Regions from separate parts of the Hordeum vulgare genome. Here regions 1 and 2 are each linked to region 3. A link is a contact called in public Hi-C data. All regions are on one chromosome and are shown on one strand. The core of a region is the stretch at or near the end of the contact, and the rest is flanking DNA. Distances in the headings are between cores, read along the strand shown. Region 1 holds the start of LOC123452194 (serine/threonine-protein kinase STY13-like). Region 2 holds the start of LOC123452187. Region 3 holds the start of LOC123398323 (protein LIFEGUARD 2-like).

Region 1 (4,530 bases), core at 1,974-4,473, 150 kb before region 3:
ATGAGCTCTCCTGACCTTCCTGCCCCCAGTCCAGCACCTTCACTGCATCATACGAAAAATACTCTCCAGGTAAATGACTAAAGCTACTGTCACTACTATTATCATGAATAACAGAACATGTAACAGTGCAAATCTGATGTCCATAACAGATAGATACTGGAAATATTTAAACTATCAAGTTGCGGGGGAAGCCATGACTGAACAAAGCTAGAGCATTCTATAGTCTAACTCTACAAGTGAGATCGAGGAACAGAGAAAGAAATGCCACTGATCTGTTATCTTCAACTTGTTTCCTAACCACAAGAACTGTTTGATTTGTATTTTTTTTCCATGTATGGTGTAATCAAACATCACATTCAATCTATATGATTGGAGAAGTGACATTGAAATGCTATGTTTTTCTTATTTACATATTTTTTCATGTGAATCAACAACGACCTAAATCAACTTTTTTTTTTCTGAACCGGGCTAGCCCTTTCATCAATTTCTGAATTGAAAGAACAAGTTCTTGCCGCAGCAGGGAATGGGAAGGAGAAAAAGCAAGCCCATGCATTCTCAAAACCCTGCGGTGTATGACCACACTCGTGAATCATGACATACACTACAAGGTGAAAAGGACCTAAACCGACTGGCGGCCCTATAAGCAGACTTGTGAAAACACAAATGAAACTAGATTCTTATACTTGGAATATGGCTTCTAATGTATCTTTTCCAATTTCTCCGACTAGCTTTCAAACTACTCCCTCTGTACGTAAATATTTGTAGTTGGGGAGAACTAGACTAGTTCTCCCCAACTACAAGTATTTAGGTGCAGAGGGAGTAGTTAAGTTGAGTAATGGATAAAAGCTCAAAAGATAGAACTAAGGTTCAAAATCGTCGATAATACCTAATTGGACCAAAGATAGTATCATCAAAATATAAACAAAAGCTGATAGATTGCGAAATCCATCACCACCGCCAAAAAAGCCACATCGTCATTCTTAACAGCTAATACTTTCACAACGATAAAGTTGGCACACAACGACATGCTTCCCCGTCACCTTCTCCGCCCCCTGCACAACGGCCACTACCTTCACGACGACAAAACTGGCACCCAACCATGTTCTAAGCATATCGTCATGCTTCTCCCGCCACCATCTCCGCCCCTCCACAACGGCCATTACCTTCACAACAACAAAATTGGCACCCAACCATGTTCCTAGTATATCGTCATGCTTCCCCTGTCACTTTGTCTGCCCCCTCCACAACGACAAAACCGGCACCCAACCATGTTCCTCGTATACCGACATGCTTCCCCCGTCGCCTTCTCCGCTCCTTCCACAAAGGCAACCAAACATGTTCCTACTATACCGGCATGCTTCCCCCGTCACCTTCTCGGCCCCTTCACAACGGCTAATACCTTTACAACGACAAAACTGGCAACCTATCATGTTCCTAGTATACCGACACGCCCCCTGCCCCCCCCCCCCAATCACCTTCTCCGTCCCTTCCACCACTCATTACACATACATCACTCAATACCAACTATGGTGATAACAAGGTACCGCATGGAATTACTATGTGAAGCCATCAATCTCTCTTTTAGCAATTGCTGCCATGTCAATTTAAAATGTTGACATATCTAACAATACATTCTACACGTCTTAAAACACAATCAATAAACCTTTTTAAATTTAACACTAACCTATGAAAACTTATTTGGACAAGGGTATCACTAGATTAGTTATGAAAACATCCTGACAATTTCATTACAATGAATTGTGAGTGCATCCCCAATATTGTTGATAACATGGCAGCATTAAGGGTGTGCTTGACTTGCAGCCCCAATAATATATTTTTTTTTTGGCAATGGGCAAGTCAAGATTTGCAATGTCAAAACTTGCCAGCGTTTGATAACTTTTACTATGAACTAGTTGCCTCAATTGGTTGGTAAGTGGTGAGAGACATGCAACTTGAAATGGGCAAGCCAATGATTTGGCCACCATACAATCATTAGCCTAATATTTGGCATTGGCTTGCGAGTTTCCTTTTTTTGGGTGAGAAAGCTAGTGTAGCAGGGGCTGCAAACCAAGCACGACCCAGATCTCTCGCCATCCTAAATTGCTTTGAGAAAAGAAAAATACTACTGTATGAAGCAGATGGCAATCAGGCGAAACAGACTACTAGAAGAGACACATGATTGAATGATACAGGCGATAGAGGGGGGGAGCGCGTTTGATTTGTTTCACCTGCGACGTCGTTGCCGTCGTAGGTGCCGCGGTAGACGACGCCGAAGGTGCCGCTGGCGACCTGGTTCTGGATGTCGAGCTTGGCGAGGTCGATCTCCCACTCGAGGAGCTCCCCCGGCTGCGCGGGGGAGGCGCCCCGCTGCTGATCCAGCCAGACCTTGGAGCGCGTCTTCTCGAGCTGCATGTCGAGGTTGACGAGGTCGAAGCCGTCGGCCCGCAGGTAACCCTCGCCGTCGGCCGCCCTCATCTCGACGCCGCCGCTGCTGCCGAAGCTGCGGCTGCCGCTGGCGCCGGCGCCGCTGCTGCTGCCGGTGGCCGTGAGGGAGTTCATCAGATCGCCCGGCCGACGGATCGATCGGTAAACCGATCTCCCCCCTTTCCGTGCCGGCTAGCTAGCTAGATCGCAGCTAATGCGGCGCCTACGCCCGGACCGCGGAGAGGAGGTGGCCCGGATCGATCCTGTGTCCGCCCATGGGATGGATGGGGAGGAAAGGATTTAAAGCCGGGCGCGTGCGTGACGCCCGATCGGCTTGGACCGTAATGGCGATCCTCGGCTGGCTCCGGACCTATCTATCCACTCCACCCACCTCCCGCCGACGGACGCAAGCTCGCCCGGTCGCAGATGGGAACAAACGAGGCAGGCAGGCAAGCAACAACAAAGGAATCAACCGCGCGGGTGGAGGCGGGGTGGGGTAAGACGAAAACGACGCGGCGGGGAGAGATCGCAATCAGACAAAAGCGGAGCGAAGACCCGCGCGCGGATCGAATTAGCCGCGGAGGATGGACGAACGAATGCCGGTCGGATCGGCGGCCTCGTCGTCGGAAGAGGATCGCAGGCGGCGGCGGCGGCGGCGGCGGCGAGGAGGAGGAGCGGAGCCGGCGCGACGGGAGGCGAGATCTGCCTATTTTTAGGAGGGAGGCGCGTAGGGGGGCTGTTAATTCGGGAATGCGAGGGGGAGGGATTAGAAATGCGCGACGGGGAACGGGGATGGACGGCGACGGGGAGGCGAGAGGCAAGGGGAGGGCCGTTTTGTTTATTACCCGTTCCGTTGGCCAGAATCCAGGAGCGGAGCGGCGCAGCGACCGTTCCTCGCCCCCATGGGCCGTTGACTCTCTCGCCCGCTCTGTGCGCTAGGGCGGCAGTGGTATATTCTGCTGTTGTGCGCCGCGAAGGTGCGTGCCCCGCTTTGGCTCACCTCACCTCTTCCGTTCTGGTTCTCTCTGCTTCTGCGTCTCCGATGATGGTGACACGTTGTGATCTCTTCCGCGGAAATGGCAGCGGGGGATAGGAAAATTCGTTGGGTTTTTAATGGGATTGGTCAAAACTGTGAATGAATTATGCGAACCGGTCATGGGATTTCTCTGTTTTCTGGTAGTTTTTGGTCTAAGTGAAAATGATTAACTTGTATTGATTGATAGCATGAGTACAGTTTATATATGGAAACCGTGTAAAATTCGTCGGATGATAATGGAAGAAACATAAGCTGCTCGCGCTGCTCGACACATGCCCCGGCTCGCCTTATCTCTTTGACCACATTTCTCCTTCACACGTTATCTGTCGTGGTTTTGTCACGACACATGTCCTTGTGAAAGGATTTAGTGATGGAGCCATCGCACCTTGATAGCGACTCAAAGAGGGTGAGCGGAAACGAGACTCAGGTTTACCCAGGTTCGGCCCCTTCTGTGGAGGTAAAAACCTAAGTCCTGCTTTTTGTATATTGATGGTGGATTCGATTACAAGAAGGATGTAACTCGCCTGACCTAGCTCTCAATGGATTCTAACCTAGCCTATCTGCCCTAGAGACTCACCTTTATATACAGGTCGAGGTCCTAGGGGTTACAAAGTCCTAGCCACGTTACAAACCGTGGCTTTTCATATCTCTAAGTCGCCGTGTCTCCCAAGTCAGGAAACCTCCTTGGCGACTTATCTTCCTTCTTAATCTTGAACCGCCATCTAGCTCACGGGCCCTGGCAGCCCTTTGTCAAGGTCTCCTCAGACCTTGGGCCAAGGCTTATCTTGACCGTTAATGTAGAGTCGCCGTTTTCCTTGACCCGACCCAAAAGGGCGGGTTATACCGCAGGTAATATCCCTAACATTAGGCTCCAGATTGACTTGAATTTGTTCATGCCAATAAACCTTCACACTTGTTTTCGGCGACTCATACACGATCTCTGCTCTTCTTCAATAAGTGATGAGTCGCCAGGTCCTTTGTTGGTAACGTCATCTTCCTCACAATTTCTGGGATCTTGATGACATCACTCCCAACGGATCTTTTGTCTTATCATGTCATCCCAAAAATCT
Region 2 (4,480 bases), core at 1,068-3,567, 230 kb after region 3:
GACATGTGATTTCTGTAAACCCACATGCCTTTGCATGATCATAACGCTTTTACTTCCTTCATCACACCCTTGGCCATTGTGGGCTGACTACCTGCAGAGTTGAAACAATGAGGATGCAATTTCATTTGACTAGTTTCCGCAGATTCGAAGGCGCTGCTACGAACCTCTAATGTGCTGAAAACTAGCTGCATCCGACTTGCGACCACTGATGGCTCCTCTGAACTGCCTGTCACAGCCATCTGTTCCAACTGCAATGTCTTCACTGGCAGCCTGCATGTCCGGTTTGAATGCGGTCAGGATCATTAGACAAAAAGGGAAGAAAATGCTTACAGAAAACTTTCTTACCATGCCATGCCCTTGGTGTAATAAGCGTTTGCTATCAGCGCACAAAATCCTTTCCACTGATGCAAGACGTCGGCTGACACCGGTGGGGTAGTGGACCACCTGATGACCGTTGGCTGCGGTGTGCACAGGATTGTAATGAACACTATACTAAGCCACAGGATGCACTCCTTTACCTACAGTACATGAAAAAACCATCGTTGAGACAAATGGAATGAGAACACCGAAGATCTTGTGAAGGGTGCTTACAATGATGAACATGTCCTCTGTTGGGCTACAGCCTAAATGGTATACCTTATATCAAGCTTCATATTTTCCCAAATATGATTTGTTGGACTGCATCTACCGACAATCGTTAACATATTTAGAAGAAAGTAAAGATATGGTGATGGAATATATCAAAGCAAAACTCGTCGGTTTGAGTGTAAGACTCTGAATACTACAGAGCAGAGCATAGTTTAGATCAAAGATATTTGGACATAAATGGTACAAGTTGTTAACTGAAGTGGTCTAATTCATGTTTGAGAATGTGCTAACCTCAAAAGAACTGACTTTGAAGCTCAAGCTTGTTCCTCCTCCATAGGATCGTAGGCCTTCAATTTTGACGCCAGAATCTTTGATATCCAGAAGTTCCTTCCTAAGCCCCTCTTCTGTACAGCCTAGGGCATATGCCTGCACTCCAGCACTAACAAACCCCTGGTAACATTAAAAGACAGACTTTATGATTATTATGGACAGAAATTATGTCAAGCACATCAAATAATGAAGAATCTCAACAAGAACCAGTACTTTTATGTTATCTCCTCCTCCTCGATCAATGACATTCTTATACTGCTTGAATAGGCTGGTCGCTATATTGCGCGATGAGCGGAAGTCCTCATCCGATGAAGCATTAACATGAAACCGATGCTGCACACAACACAATGGTTCAATATAAACAAAAGGTGATTGAGAATTCAACACATCACACATGGGAGGTCAGTGGATAAGCATACCGTACCAGCCAGTGCCTTGCAGTTCTCTCATTTAAGCTTCTCTGAAGATAATGGCTGACTCTGGTAAAGTTGACTCTGAAGCTAGAAACAATGTGTGGCTTCTGTACATGATGGCCTTCAACGGAACTACAAACTGCGTTGCCACCCAATAAATTGCTACACGAACCAGCGGCGTTTTTGGGGAACGGTTTCAGCTCTTGGTAAGCACCGGGCCTGACGAACAGAACGGGTCCGTGTAGCGCCGGCATGACTGGTCGCTCATCAAGCTGCGGCAAGGTGCTCGCACATTTCTCCGGCAACTGGACAGGATTTCAGAAGCCGCCGGCAACTTAAGTCTACAATAGAGAATGATTTGATCAGCCACAGATAAGGAAAATTGCAACAGAAAACTGCCGGTGCTGTACTACTCACAAAGATCCTCTCTACTTCTTGCAACACATACTGAATTTAAAGTTTAAAATTTACAAGCTACTAGAGCACTCTACATACTACGACATCCTTTTATTTTGAGATTCCCATGCTGTTGATTACTTTAGTGCGCCATACGAGGATATGCATAACCAAGATGGACAGCAAGCATCAAGTTGTACAAATCAGTAGCTCGTGAATGGCCCACGCACAAATTCGGCTATTTCTCGACCGCAGACAGCCCAGCCTAGTGAAAATCTTGGAAATGACACGGAACTGGAGATTCTTCCAGACCAGAAATCCAAACCCCAAACAGCCAAATACTGCGCGTACCGGATCGGACAGATGCAGATAAATCAATCCGTTCAACCGGAACCAGATCAAAAGACAGGGAAGCAAAGGTGTTGGGGAAGAAGAATCAGTACCACCGGAGGAGGCGGGGAGCTGCCGGAAGAAGCCGAACGAGAGAATCCGCAGCCAGGAAGACGGCGAAGGGGATTGTGCGGTGAGGAGGTGAAAATAGAAACACCGTCGAGGGTTTACTGGTTAAAAGAAGCGGCGACGGAAATGTTGTGGGGAAGGGAGGGGAAATTCAGGGGCCACAATAAAAAATGACTGGCGAGGCCGGCGGCGACGTGGACCCCGCAGGGAGCAGCCCATCGCTCTCGGATGAATCTGTTTTGAAACTTCATATGTTTTCAGTCGTGGCCCGTTGGTGGCCCAGGAGATTAAAAAAAAAGCTCCCTCTGTATCTTTTCCCTTCAGAAAAAAAGATGAGCACACGTCTAAAGTTGAGCACGACACGGACAATCCAGGACCATATTGCCGGTACTAGCGTCGACGTAACATGCAGCGCTTTGGTGATGAAATAGTAAATCAGAGGCCAAGGCAAGCATAAATATTTTTTGTTTTGTTTTTGGAAGAGGAACAATTCAAGGCAGCCGGACGGTGGACCATAGGCTGCAAAAAAAAAAAAACCCGGCGAAACTCCTTGGCGCCTCCTGGTGCAGCGTGCAAATGAGTGTTGGCCAAAACCTTTGATATGATGCACGAAGCCATCACAAGCAAGTCGAATGCACGAGAGTTCAAACAGAAAAGAAAAAACTAGTTGAAATTCAGGAGCTTGTAAAAGTAACGATTGAGAAATTGTTGGCGTAGACAAGAAGACATGAGAAAACTAATGCCAAATATATAGCAATTGAAAGGCAGCTCGCAACAATGCCTCCAACAAAAAAACAAATCTTGCAGGGTGATTGTTAATTTTAAACTTCGTGAGTTGCAAGACTCCTCTTGCGGCCACCAACGAGCAGCAAGGAGATCCGTAATAAGGGCTTTCAGAAACAGTAGGAGCTAGGCAAAGAGCTTGCACTTTGGTTCGGTGTTTTCCTGTTGAGCACATGTTATAGAGGTAATAATAAAAGTGTTATTATTCTATTTCCGTATTCATGATTAAATTCACATTCCTATGCTAGAATGACAATGGTACTTTAATATGAGATTCAGATGCAAAATTAGTTGCATGTGTAGAAAGAAACGCTAAACAGTTCCCTGGTCATGCCTCTGGACTAGATCATGTATTGTTGATAGTTATGTTTCCCTAACTATTGGCATTTCTAAAGTAACAAGGGTTCATGCAATAATAAGAACACATTGTTAGACTAGCAGTAGTGTGGATAGACCCAACTTACGAAATACTATAAGATCATGTCGTCAATCTATCATCGGTATTTTCAAATAGAGTGTTAACGTTTACTTGCATTCTTAGACCATGCTAATATCGTAGACCTTGATACTAGAGATGGTTACTTTGGGGTTGCCAAATGTTACTCCATAAGTAGGTAATTATAAAGGCGACTTTCGGGTACGCCAGAAGAATATGTCCTAGTGCTTGATGTGTCAAGACTAGGATTTGCCCCTCCAGCGATGGAGAGATATACTCTGGACTCACTCGGTATTACACCACCTAGCATTGCGTGACCAGTTACAGTGATTAAGATGTTATTCATGGGAATATTGTAATAAAAAAATGAGAAAAGAGTACAAGCCAATAACGAGAATAACTAGGCATAGTAATCGAGGTGTTGATCAGGGGGATACTATTAAAAGTCTCGCCTTGTGTTTTGTAGTGTACCATGAGGCAAAGGAAATTGTTTGCGATAACAAAAGATTCACTCGATAATGATCTTGATCGACCGGGAGTTGTTCCACACATGTTCGCGTACTCTCAAACCTATAGGGTCACACGCCTAATGACTAGTGGTATGTAGAAGCACTACGAGAGAGAATGAGAGAGAAGGGTTTCGAGAGTGTTTCAGATGACCTCGAAAGTGCTTGAGGAGGTCCCGAAGTGTCCCAATGGAATTGCAAAGGTTCCCGAAAGGTGGAGGAATCTTCTGAAATGGTCTAAGAAGACTTTGAAATCTTTTAGAATGTTCTAGAACGTGCCTAGTGCCCACCACTTCCTTAGGGGACAAGGTGCCACAAAGGGACGAAGTTGGATCCCCCTTGGAGACTTGGGGGGGGGGGGTGTTGGGGAACGTCGCATGGGAAACAAAAAATTTCCTACGCGCACGAAGACCTATCATGGTGATGTCCATCTACGAGAGGGGATGAGTGATCTACGTACCTTTGTAGATCGAACAGCAGAAGCGTTAGAGAACGCGGTTGATGTAGTGGAACGTCCTCACGTCCCTCGATCCGCCCCGCGAACAATCCCGCGATCAGTCCCACGATCT
Region 3 (3,977 bases), core at 386-2,885:
CATGTGATGTCTTATAAACTGTGACACGAAAGAAGGGAGAGAGTAGTGAACGTGCCCCACGGCAGGTCGATCTCGCTCGACAGAAACGGACCCATAGTAATGGAGCAGTATAATTCTAGATGGCCCAAGCGCCCACGCCGAGGAACGCAGGCGCACACGATTCTGTCCCTGGCTTCCTCACCCCGCAGCTAGCGTCGACGACAACACGTCCAAACCCGCAAGGCGCAAGATAAGATGATGGATGCCAAGAGAACTTGCATAACATTTTACCAGAGGCAGACGCACAGCTAAAACAGGAGAGCCAACTAGCTAGCAGTAGCTGCTCCTGAATTCCATCCCATTCAGCAATCTTGGCAAATTACGATGCTACATAGACCAAATTATGTAAAGCAAGTCAAAATTAACTTACAATAAATTGTTTCACACACAAGCAAAGCAGATTCGTAATGTAATGGCAGGGGAAGGATTAGGACAGGAGGAGGGGCTACGCTACAGGGCAGGGGGTTGATGCAGGCAAGGCAGGCACTTCAGGAATCGGACGCCCTGAAGAGGGTGAGCAGGGAGAGGAAGAGGTTGATGACGTCGAGGTAGAGCGCGACGGCGGCCCAGACGTACTCGTCGTAGGAGTAGCGCTTGATGAGGTTGTCGGTGTCGTAGATGATGTAGCCGCAGAAGACGAGCGCGGCCAGCCCGCCGTAGACCATGAGCGAGATGCGGCCCAGCGGGAAGAATGCCTGGATGAGCGCGAACACCATGAGGATCATCACCGCCGCGAACAGGAACGGGCCCAGGAAGTTGAAGTCGTGCCCGCGGCTCGCCGCCCAGAAGGTGTACGCCGTCAGGCTCACCACCACCACCGCCGTCAGGATGGCCGACTCCAGGATCACCTCCCCCTTGGTGAAGGCGCAGGTGAGCCCCACCGCGAAGCTGATGGCCACCGTGAAGAGCGCCAGCAGCAGCAGGTTCACCGGGTGCCGCTGGTAGTAGTAGTACAGAGGACACAGCACTGCGGTTCCAAACACACGGCCGGGCACGGTGAGCGACAGTCACACACATCGAATCGAAGGAAACAGAGCATGCATGGCAACGAAGGATTGGTTTGAGATCGCGCGCGCGTCGCATAACGTAAGGAAAGGGGACGTACCGATGAACGGGAGGATGATGAGGAAGATGTAGAGCCCGAAGCCGGCGGGAGAGGAGACGAAGAAGAGCGCGACGGGGCGCACGAAGACGACGACGGAGGCGACGGCGATGGTGAGCAGCATCTGGATGGAGAGGATGGTGTACACCTTGCGGACGAAGGCCCAGCGCAGCTGCGGGCTCTCCAGCATCATCGGGTACAGCGGCCGAGCCGCCTGCCCGGCCTCCGCGTCGCCGCCCCACTCGGGGCCCTTGGGCGGCGGCCGGAAATACATCGTCGTCGGCGTTCTTCGGTCTACCTTCCCTTTCCCTCTCCTCTACGACGACGGTGCGCGGATCGAATGGGATGGCTCGGGGTCCCGGAGCAGAGCACGTGTCGCCTTGGTTCCTTTCCCGGTGCGGTTGTGCGGCGGTGCGGTGAGGGCTGGCGTGGGGCGGAGAGTTTTAAGGAGAAGAGAGGAGAGGGGAGGGGACAAGACGGGACGGAGGATGGCGCGGGAGAGGAAATGAAGGTTCAGGAGGCTTCTCGGCGGTTGGGGGTCGTGTGTGGCGGTTCCGGGAGGCTGACGCGTGGGGCCTGCCGGGATGGCTGACCTTCTGGTAAGTCTGGTTGGTCTCTGGTGGCGTCTGGAGGGGGGGAGAAAGCTGTGCCGCAAAATATGTGCGTTGCCTTTGCCTACTGACGAGGGTTATCCGTGGTTTGCTTCCTTCAGGTGATTACCTGCCTTCTCTTTCCAAGTATCGCGCGACCTATTTATAGGCCTGCTTTGCAAAATTAAACCCTCCAGTTTCATAACAGTTAGTACTACTCTACAAAAATCCTTAAAAAACAGTAACTCAAACTTCCCGAAAAAAAACAGCAACTTTTTTTAATGAGGAAAAAAAAACAGCAACTCAAACCATGCCTGTGGCAACGGCGCAGAGCGTCCTCATGGGCAAATCTGCGGTTGGCCCAAGGGCGAAGGCGATCAAAGCGATGTTCCACTTCTTCGATGAGGTGAAAGTGACGTGGGTACGAAGATTTGTGAATTCTGCAGCGCTTAAATTAGCTAGAATAGGTGTTGCGGAGGATCTTTGTAAAATGTGGCTTATGATTCCACCGAATTTTATTTTTGATGTGGTCTCAGATGAGACCCCAGACTTGTTTTAAGCTGAGTTAATAAAGCGACGAATTTCCTCTAAAAAAAGCGTTCTCATGGTAGACTCGGCCAAATGGGCCGATCTGTCGGGCCGGCTAGGTCCGTCCTAATCGTGTCAGGCACGGTTCGGTTTGAACTCCTACCTGCCGCTCGTTGCGGCAGGGGCTCGCTCCCACTGGACCGGACCAATTTTTTTTGTCTAAAAAAATCGGATAACTTCATTTTTTCTTCTTTTTTTTCGTTTTCTGCTTATTTCATTTTTTCCTTTTTTGGCTCGTTTTTCTTCCCGTTTTCCTTTTTTCTTTTTTGGTCAAAACAAACAATCGTTGAATTTCTCAATCATTTTTCAAGAACATGAATGTTTTTTAAACCAGAGAACAAATTTGAAAGCATGAATAATTTTTTAAAGGACGAACATTTTTAAATATTGAGAACAAATTTTAAAATCAAGAACAATTGTGAAAAATGTTGAACAAATTTGGGACAGCGATTTTTTTTAAAGTATAAACATTTATTGAATCTTGAGAATAATTTTTTGAAACGGAGAACAATTTTGGAAACCAGGAACAAATTTGGAAGCGTGAACATTTTTTGAATCGTTAGAACAAAATTTAAAAATGAGAATTTTTTTAAAAATACTGAACAAATTCATAAACGTGATTTTGTTTTGAAAACACGAACATTTTTTAATCTTGAGAACAAATTTCGAAAAACAAGAACATTTTTCAAATACATTTTAAAACATATAGAACATTTTTTGAAAATCTAGAACATATATTGAAAATCCAGAACATTTTTCTCAAAAGTAAAAACATTTTTCGAAAATACCGAACATTTATAGAAAATACAGAATATTTTTTGAAAAAAGCAGAAAGATTTTCGGAATTTGAAGAATGTTTTTTGAAAATCCAAAAGACTTTAAAATGCAAAAAATATTTTTCAAGTTTGAAGAACAAGTTTTGAAAATCCAAAACATTTTTTGAAACAAAAACAGGAAAAAAAAGAAACAAAACAGAATAAAGAAAAAAGGAAACGAATACAAGAAGAACCGGTTCAGCGAACCTTCTAGAATTTTCTCAAAACCGGAAAAACCAGTTGGGAACATCTAGAAGTTTCCCAAAACCGGAGGCCTTGGAACTGTTAAACCGGAGGCCCACTCCCAAATCATGGCTGGGTGTTTGTGTGAAGCGCTGACTATTTGACACAACACACGTCAAATAGGATTTTTTGTCCGGTTGACAGGCGTACGTTCAGTAAACGAGTCGTGTCATGCCAGCCTATGTGTTGCGTCTTCAGGTCCATGCACAGTGTGGTTACTAGACGGGCTGACACATTGATCCATTTATGACGATGTGCTGCTTATTTTTAGTAAGTTGGGCTCATTTGTAGGTCTATTGAACTGTTTTTATGTTACATATATTTAAAAAATAAATAAAAATACCTAAAAAATTAAATGGAACGTGTCGTACTGGCCCACGTGTCCAACCTTCACATCCACGCACGGCCCAAGGTGTGCCGCGTGCCAATATCCAGCTCATTTAGACCATGTCGTGTGTGGTCCATGGCAGGCCGTGTCGATGTGATCGTGGGCTGGTCTGTTTGGCCCGACCCGTTTGGCCAGGCCTGCATCAGGGCAACGAGCCGTTGGTGATGTTCAAGTTAGAATAATGTCCTACCGCTTTATCATCGTTTTGACGA

Evidence for each region. A called contact is a pair of places that touch in the nucleus more often than the background predicts.
Region 1: a Hi-C map of seedling shows a contact between it and region 3, with 4 times the contacts expected there. The contact joins the promoter of LOC123452194 here to the promoter of LOC123398323 in region 3. A contact is called at or near these places in 4 of 6 Hi-C or Micro-C datasets (leaf and seedling) and 1 of 1 datasets of contacts at active chromatin or transcription factors (embryo).
Region 2: a Hi-C map of leaf shows a contact between it and region 3, with 3 times the contacts expected there. The contact joins the promoter of LOC123452187 here to the promoter of LOC123398323 in region 3. A contact is called at or near these places in 2 of 6 Hi-C or Micro-C datasets (both in leaf) and 1 of 1 datasets of contacts at active chromatin or transcription factors (embryo).

The regions. Positions count from the first base shown.
Region 1 is chr5H:525,809,459-525,813,988 of MorexV3_pseudomolecules_assembly, reverse strand. It overlaps LOC123452194 (serine/threonine-protein kinase STY13-like), which reads right to left and starts at 3,223. Exons shown (of 3, transcript XM_045128802.1): 1 at 2,229-3,223; 2 at 1-42. The coding sequence starts at 2,559.
Region 2 is chr5H:525,428,243-525,432,722 of MorexV3_pseudomolecules_assembly, reverse strand. It overlaps LOC123452187, which reads right to left and starts at 2,317. Exons shown (of 7, transcript XM_045128792.1): 1 at 2,171-2,317; 2 at 1,343-1,672; 3 at 1,132-1,251; 4 at 880-1,038; 5 at 346-518; 6 at 165-270; 7 at 1-91. The coding sequence starts at 1,585. The coding sequence ends at 62.
Region 3 is chr5H:525,656,009-525,659,985 of MorexV3_pseudomolecules_assembly, reverse strand. It overlaps LOC123398323 (protein LIFEGUARD 2-like), which reads right to left and starts at 1,635. Exons shown (of 2, transcript XM_045092806.1): 1 at 1,145-1,635; 2 at 381-1,006. The coding sequence starts at 1,415. The coding sequence ends at 528.